Regions from separate parts of the Drosophila melanogaster genome. Here region 2 is linked to region 1. Evidence: chromatin contacts called from public Hi-C data. All regions are on one chromosome and are shown on one strand. Each heading gives the region's core, a stretch centred on a gene start, on an enhancer-like site or on the middle of the called end of the contact. The rest is flanking DNA. Distances are from core to core; before and after follow the strand shown.

Region 1 (4,140 bases), core at 1,498-3,997:
GATAGTAATGACTATAGTGGTTTGGTTCCTGCAGATTAATTTCTTCTAGTCCGAAAATACAACATAATGCCACTCCTTAGACCAGGCCATATGAGCTCGAGCAAAACTAAGGTGTGCTTTTTTTGCCACTTATTAAGAGGTGTTTTTTTTTTAAGTTTTTCGTGTTTTAAATGTTTATCTTTCTTAATCACCCTTTGAATCAACTATCAATTTTTCCGGAGGAGTCGTGGGAATTGCTAGGCGTTTGACGTATGGACCCTCGATCTGCCGCGTTAAAGACACTGTCATTGCCACCTTTATGGTTTTTCCTATAATTTTGCGATGTCTGCCTTTTTTCTGCAATAATGAAAGGACACTCCGCATTCATAGAAAGCTATGATTTCGGATCTTTCCTACAAGGATTACATTGTTCCTCTTCCCAATTATTTCGCAAAATTTTCAATTAAACAGCATAAAAAATTGTGCTGTCCTACCATTCAAATTATGGAAGATATTCAAAATTGCATTTGGGGGCGGTAATCTGATGATGCAATATACGTGTCCAATTTTTGTCGAAAGTTAAACAAAGCAGAATTAAAAAGATAACGGTTCTTCTCAGGACGTCTTTTGTAATCCGCAATGATAGAGGGAAAACAAAGCAGCATAAACGGAAACAATTATTTACCAACTAAATTTTCTATCAAAGCAGTTGAATCAACCAGTATAAGCTTTAGAGGCTCTTACAGATTAAGTCCAATTGCACATATTTTCATAGGCTAAAACAACATTTACCCGTTACTTAGCTAGTTAATTTTATAGTCAAATAAAATCGTGTATCATGCCTATGTGAATGTCATATTCAAAATAAAGTTACATATGTAAGTAAACCATATATTTTTAAATTTTTTTTGATTTTTCATTTCATTTGGATTAATCGGACAACCAAGCTTATTTTAAAATTTCCTTGTATATATCGTAGTCGTCTTCACGCCATCTCCAGTAGTATTGGAAATGGAATCCACCAAAGTGTTTGACATGCTTACATAGTTGGGGTATATATTGATTTTTATTCAATCGACATACCTGCGAAAAAGCAAAGTTTTATAAGTAAAATTCTTTTATTTAAAAATTATATTTAAACAAATGAATTTCAGCACTTTAGCTTTCATCATAAATGACAGAGACGAAAAATAACAACATCATATTAAATAATAAAAGTGCAATAATATATGCAACAATTTCCTTCTTATAAATCTTATAAAGTTCTTTAAAACAAATATGTTTGTAAAATACATCTAGTTACAGCTACGTCAAGATGACTTATATGTAGCCTGTAATATAAATATACTTTTGTAAAAAAGTTAAAGGGATTAATGTTTTAAAGAAAATATAAAAAAATTTGTTCAAATTTTCGAAAAAAAAAAGCTAAAAATGTTTTTTTTTTTAATAGGAAAGCAATCTAAATAATTTAAGTTTAAAGACAAAGAAATTATAAGAAATTGGCTTCTGTATTGCACGTTTTAATTCTCATTGGAATTTATAAATTAAATGCTTTACATACCTGTGAATTTCGGCTTCTTTGTATACACCTCGATCGTTACGAAACGTAGCCTATATAATATACAAGTAAGTGGAGGCTTAGCATAAAAATGTTAGATTTACATACCACATTCAGGATGGACGGCTGGAACAAACATATGCCTAAAAGACGAAAGACTTCCCAAAGGCCCACAAACTAATATAACAAGCCAAGAAAATAGTTTATGCAATTTGTAGAGAAATGTATTTTATGTTTGAATGCAATACATAAAAAAATATGCATTTCATATTTAATTTAAACAGCTTCCTGTACTGGGGGCTCATAACCTTCAGGGCGGTCGATTACGGCTCCCTCGGATGAAACAACGGCTTCCACGGATTTGCCACCGCCATCGCCATGCAATTCCAGAAGCTTTGAGACATCGAAGCGCGGTTTCTTCAATACCTTTACTTTACGAATGTAAACATCATGTAATGGATATATGCGCTGACAGCTTTTTTCGATATCTTTCGCAATCGAGTCCAAGGCCAGCTTGTTAACAAGCTGCTTTAGATCGGCACCACTAACTTCATTAGTAATAATGTCGGTCATGCGAGCACGAATCTTTCGGACTTGCGATTGCTGAGCATAACATGTTTTGCGCTGAGACTGCTGATCCTTGGCAGTAAATCCGATACAAAACACTCGCAAGAGGTACCCATCTACAGTCTTTGCTTCGACAATAGCTTCAATTAGTGTTTGCCACTTTTTAACCATCGACCTAAACAATATTGAAATGTTAGTAAGCATTTACATTTATACATGCAAGTGCACATTTACAAATATAAAGTCGAGACTTGTGCATTATAGACGTTTACTAACCTGTACTTGTCCGTAGTCAAGTCCATTCCGTGAAAGTTACAGAGCACATTACGGTCTTGAACATCTTCTGCAATAAGACGGAACTTGCGAAAAGAACGTTCTGGATCAATATCCTTTTGCAAGTCTGCTAAAGACACTTCGAAAACGCGACCCTTCAAATAATCCGATGCTATTCTTTGACCCTGGGTGCGGTTTACAAGTGTTTTACCGATTTGACGGGTTTGAAACATATTCGGAGCTTTGACATCGTACCAGTCCTTGCGAGAAAACGGGTCCACCACCTTCTTCTTACCGCCCTTCTTACCACCCTTGGAAAGACCTTTATTTTTGCCGACTGCCATGTTCAACTAATAAACCGGAAAAGGTCGAATCACGTTGACGACGTATGTGGAAAAAAGGAAACCAGTGTTGGTAAAGGCCACGAGTGTCATTTTATAATTTGAGACCTGTATGCAGTAATATGTCCGTGTTATATCGCTTTCTCATTGTGCTGCGTTCCGAAAATTTTTTGGAGCACTGTGTACACGATTACTTTTTAGTGAGCCAAAGGATATATCTACAACTTGTATTATGGGAAGTACAAACTACGAAATCCTTGTAAAATATACCTTAAAGGAACAGTTACGCTTGTAGTTTAATAAAATATAAACAGAAAACAGTAAAGAGTAAATGTCGTGACCAACAAATTTGTAACTGTAATACATAACAAAAAATAGAAGAGCATCAGCCGTTCTAAGCTGTTTTTTGCTCTAGCTATTATTTCTATATTATAGTTTTAGTTAATTTCTAATATGGGGTTTAATTATTATATTTGACGCCTAATCTTGATAAAAATTAAATTTCATTAAAACAATTCTATGTTTTGTTAGTTTTTTAATTGTTACCATTTCTGTCACTCGTAATAGAAGCGGAAACAATATGTATTTTGGTCACGTTTATTGACCATCGCCACAAATGCAGCCGGCGTTGGTTCACTTCTCACGACTAATTTTCATCATAGACGGTAAAAATATATAAGAAAAATATAAACGCAGTGAATAAATGTTTTGGGTAAATTCATATTTGCATTTTATTATTTTTAATCTTCCATTCCAATTTTTTTGTAAGCAAAGAACGTCTCATTATCCTGAAATTATTCGATACGAGCCAAGAATTATAAAAAAAAATCATTTTGTAAAATGTCTTAATTTTGTTTTATTTTACTATTTTTGACTTTTTTTTTTAGTATAAAGCAAAATAAATAAAAAAAAAAATAAATTTTAAAAATTAAGTGAACAAAATTAAGCATTTAAATGATTTTGTATAAAGCTAATATATCTATGCTGTTGCTCGAGACCGGCTAAGCCATAGGGTCTTTCCAAAATACGTAGAACTACAGCTTCATTACAGAAGTTATGGGCGTACGAAATTGATCTCTTTTTTTTATTATGCGTGTTCTCCAAACATCCAAATATTTTTAACAAACTGAATCTGCATGCCTAATTTGATTCCATTATATCTCGGCGTCGAGATCATCCCGCCTTGCGGTCAGTTTTTTTAATTGGGTCCAAGGCAAATTTTAAAAGTGTGCGTATCATATGATATCGTTTACCATTATCAATAACATCACAGTTAAATTGGAACAGGCCCAAGTGTTTTTAAATACATTTTTATAATTAAAATGAAGAAAGATTGATAAATGTTTTTAATTTTTGTATTGGGGCACACCATACAATATAACTTCATGAATTTTAGGAGGATGCTAGGCAACTGCTAGTTCA
Region 2 (4,454 bases), core at 706-3,205, 890 kb after region 1:
TTTGCAAATGCCGGCATTAAATGTGAAGATGATATGCTACGGTGATCGATGATATTCAACTTATAGGGCTGTCCATGAGAAAGCGCATCCTTATCTTTATCCTCCCCACTTATTAGAAGAGAATCGGTAGGTACGAAGCGCTGGTAATAGTTGTTTGCCCGTTCTCGATTTCTCATAGCGCGACGTGAACTTATTGAGCTACTATTGGAACAAATTAAGCTCGAGTTATCTGCTTCTGGAGAAAGTCGATTCTTGTTTTGATTAGAATAGGCGCTGGACACGGTTAACGCAGCTGTGTTCAGATTAATTTTCCAAAAACCTAGCGTCTGCAATTCAAGTCGTGTTGAACATTGCGGGCGCTGTCGACTTTTACCTTCATATCTTAGAGCTAACAGGTCTACTTTCGAGTACCTAATGTGAAACAGATTGTTAAAACAATGTTAGTACATATACAAGTTTAAAAAAACAGTACGCGAGAATAATATCGAAAAAGTTGACTAAAATTTACCAATATTTAATCCACATACCTGGCACTAATCTTTGATGTATCCATTGCTAAGGACTATAGTTCACTGTGTAATCTAACTTATTACAGAAAGTCGAAAAAGTTAAGATATCCAAAATTATTAAAAACAGAACACTCTCCTATATGAACGGGAGAAATTGTACAATGAATATACAAATAGTACACACCACTTATGCAAACACACACTTTGAAAAATTAATATATATATATATATATACGTATTTTAAGGCCATATATATGACTGTTGAGTTTCATGAGAATATAATCCCAAGACGCTTACATACATATATAACAATTTTTAATGCTCACAATGTTGCGATTAGCTTTGTGAATATCACGCTAAATTGGAGTGGGATATAGACATTGAAAATATTTTGTTCTTATTGAACCTTAAGGCATTATATATATTAATATTGAAACATTAAAAGAGAAACACCGTGAAACAATGGAATTTTGAAGTTGTGACATTTGTGGGAAAAGAAATTCTAGGTTTTTCCTACTGGTGCTAAAGCGATACCAGACTAAGCATATCTGTCCGTTCGTATGAGCGTCGAGTAAAGGTGCCGAATGTTTTCTAAAATGATTAATATTATTATTTACACTTGAAAAACAAAAAATAAATTTTATTTATGTAACGTCGATGTTTTATAAAATAGTTTATATGATTATTTACATTTGAAATACTCATAATATATAATATAAATAAGAATATTTTTATATTATTAAACTATTAAATTTTAAATTTAATATAAAACAAATCAAGAAATTATAATCAGGCATGCATTACCGAATAATCGTAATTTGTTTCCGAATTCGATTTGATTTCGTAAAATTTTTTGCTGTCGGAGTGTTTTCTGTACAGTAAACAGCTGTTTAAGCTGTTTTCCAGCGGACACCTTTTTCACAATTTTAATTCCGATGTTCGCATTTAATTTTTTACTGCATTTTGACCGTTTAATTAATTAAATTAAATAGCATTACTTACGAACACTATAGGCCATCTTTTAAATTAAGATAATTAATTCTTTTATATTTTATAAGTAAGTTTAGTCGACGCACGCATGACCCCATGCCAAATCGAAAATTTTTTTTGCCGACGGCAAAATTTTGTATGTCAAATTTTTAATGGGGTCAGAAATAAATTGTATATAAAATAAATAATGAATATAAATAATTAATATAAATCAATAGACCACTGAGTAAACTATTTTTTCCCTTGGTAAATAATATCTTACGTGATATAAAAATGGGCATATACTTTTCATTTCGGCCAGACAAAAGTGTCCGTTTTACAAATCGAAAAATCCTTACGAATTTGAAAACCGGAGCACCGATCTTGCGTTTTAAAATGCCAAATCGAAAATTTTTGTTGCCGACAGCAAAATTTTGTATATCAAATTTTTGATGGGGTCAGAAATAAATTGTATATAAAATAACTAATGAATATAAATCAATAGACTACTGAACTATTTTTTCCCTTGGTTAAGATCTAACGTGATATAAAAATGGGCATATACTTTTCATTTCGGCCAGACAAAAGTGCCCGTTATACACATCGAAAATCCTTACGAATTTGAAAACCGGAGCACCAATCTTTAAAATCGAAATCGTAAAGTACTTCGATTAACGGAGCGTGCCCGATAGATTGATTTTGAAATTTTTTGTAGGTGTACACAGTTATACAAGGAAGTGCACGCCTAACGCTAAAATATGCTGCCGGCGGTCTGATGAAACATGCACGGAATAAGTGTTCGGTCGACTTCGGGAATGATCTTCGTGCACAATGTCTAGAAAATGACATCATGTTCCACACAATGTCATGGTCTATCAAAATCTATAGAGGTTTAGAGTTAAATACATAGCTATTTTTATAGTCATAGTCCCCTTTTTTTGAGAATATACGATAGTTTTGGTTATGGTCTAAGAGTGCGTCACCCAATTTCTATATGCCGTCCTGCATTGACCTAACGGTCTCTACCCACCCATTAATGAAGATAATGACGGCGGTATCGTAAGGATGGCAAAATAGGGATGGTATGGCACAGTACGAAGAAATGTGGTACAAATAAAGCCATATGTCGAGTTATTAAAAATCAAAGTTTTTCATATTTTTCGTATGGTGAGAATTTGTCGTCACATACCATGTCCAAGGGAGTAATAATTTGAAATAAATTGTTAAAGATTATCATACCAAAGACATTAGAATAACAGGATGCGTAACGTCTTACGATTTTTTGGCACACGGTTTTTTCGCCGTGGCTCCAGGCCCCCTCGAATTTTTGTTCGAGAGCGAGAGAGCGGAGAGCGCTACAGCGCACAGCTCTTTTCTACGCATACAGTGATAGCAGACAACTGTGTGTGTGCACACGTATCCATGCATTGTAAATTTGACAATATATGTACATATGTATGCCCTTCACCTTAGAAGTTCATAGACATTAAATCTATATTATTTTTGATCAATTGGCACCGTGCGAAAAATTCTTGTTTTGCATTGCCTTAACGTTATTATTATTTAAATATAGCTTAGAAATAGTAAAAGCCGAATCATAATGTCACAAAATAAATTTTAAAAATGACTGAATGAAATGAAATGAATGATTCAGCTTGCGACTTGTGAAAAATTAATAAGACATTGTTGAGTGCTTTCGTCTGCACTTCGTGCCTCAAGATATACTTCCAATAAACAGTTTTCATATTTTTGTTTATGTTATAAATTTGTATTTTCTACTACGTATTATTTTTATGGAATATTTATTTCTCAATATAATGTCTTCTATTTGGGAAATTTATGTTTTAAATTACAGTAGTTATACTTCCTTGGTATTTTCCTTAATTATTTAGTATATTTATTAAGTCATTTGACTTAATATGATGTATGTAAATGATCAATTTTTATTATTTAACATGCACATTAGATTCAGTTGTTCGATTTCAGTTTTTTTTTGTTATATTCCAATTTGATATTTTTAAAAAGCGCGCAATTTTGTCATATTGCTACGAAATCGGACAAAACTCCTCAAATATGTAAATTCGTTTCTTCAATCAGAATTGATTTCGGCCCGAAAATCGTTTTCTATCACAACACGCACACATATACGCGTTCTGGTCTCTTGCTTTTACTTACACAAGCAAGCAAATTCTATTTTTAGATTTCTTACACTCTCATTGTAAGCGAGCGGACAGACAGCAATTTTGGCCGTCACCAAAAAAGTGGCTGCATAGTGCCAAACCAATGTATGGCCGTTACGCATCTTGTTATTCTAGTGTCTTTTGTCAAACCAATGTATGGCCGTTACGCATTTTGTTATTCTAGTGTCTTTGATCATACCACCTGGCCATCAGTCATGGTGTGGAGGGAGGGGGTCAGATAGTAGAATTCGTCTTCCAACACTGGAAACTCTTAGTGAAAGCACCTATTAAAGACCTTGGAAGTATGAAACAGAAAGAAAAAAGCGTTTCCTACCCTATAAAGTATATATATACATATATGATCAGGATCACTAGCCGAGTCGAACTGGCTACTGCCACTCCTACACCTTTCCTATCGTTCCCATCGATATGCTGAGTATCGAGTATCTGATCTGTCGAAAAATACGGCTGATTTTGTTGCTTAATAATTATTAAACATGCATTTCTACGGAATGTATTGTAATTTTATACCTGATGTTTTGGTATTTTTTTCCAGTTCTGAAAATTTCTATCGATTTGCCAACCAACTTCTTGCCACGCCCACTTTATACCCACAAAACTCCGAAAACCACACTTTTGAACAATTTTTAAACTTTAACAAAATCTATCCGCAAATTATGAAATTTCGTGTTAGCATTTCCACTAGATGAATAGTCGGGGAACTCGAATGAGTTCCTCCTCTCTTGTTAAAGTTATAATTTTTCAAAGACCTTGAAAATACTGGAACTGTTAGACT

The links. Hi-C and Micro-C count contacts between places; a contact is called where the count stands out from the background.
Region 2: a contact with region 1 is called in a Hi-C map of the Kc167 cell line, with 2.5 times the contacts expected there. The contact joins the promoter of lncRNA:CR45201 here to the promoter of RpS3A in region 1. A contact is called at or near these places in 6 of 107 Hi-C or Micro-C datasets (the Kc167 cell line, the Sg4 cell line, brain and 3 more) and 1 of 6 datasets of contacts at active chromatin or transcription factors (the Kc167 cell line).

Annotation. Positions count from the first base shown.
Region 1 is chr4:64,460-68,599 of dm6, forward strand. RpS3A (Ribosomal protein S3A) reads right to left here and starts at 2,748. Exons shown (of 4, transcript NM_001258475.2): 1 at 2,381-2,748; 2 at 1,646-2,279; 3 at 1,541-1,590; 4 at 766-1,062. The coding sequence starts at 2,721. The coding sequence ends at 1,814. It overlaps snoRNA:CD-24 (a small nucleolar RNA gene), which reads right to left and starts at 1,186; the gene lies at 1,118-1,186.
Region 2 is chr4:957,479-961,932 of dm6, forward strand. lncRNA:CR45201 (long non-coding RNA:CR45201) reads right to left here and starts at 1,956. Exons shown (of 1, transcript NR_123751.1): 1 at 1,746-1,956. 4E-T (eIF4E-Transporter) reads right to left here and starts at 914. Exons shown (of 8, transcript NM_166798.2): 1 at 528-914; 2 at 1-411. The coding sequence starts at 553. It also overlaps asRNA:CR44030.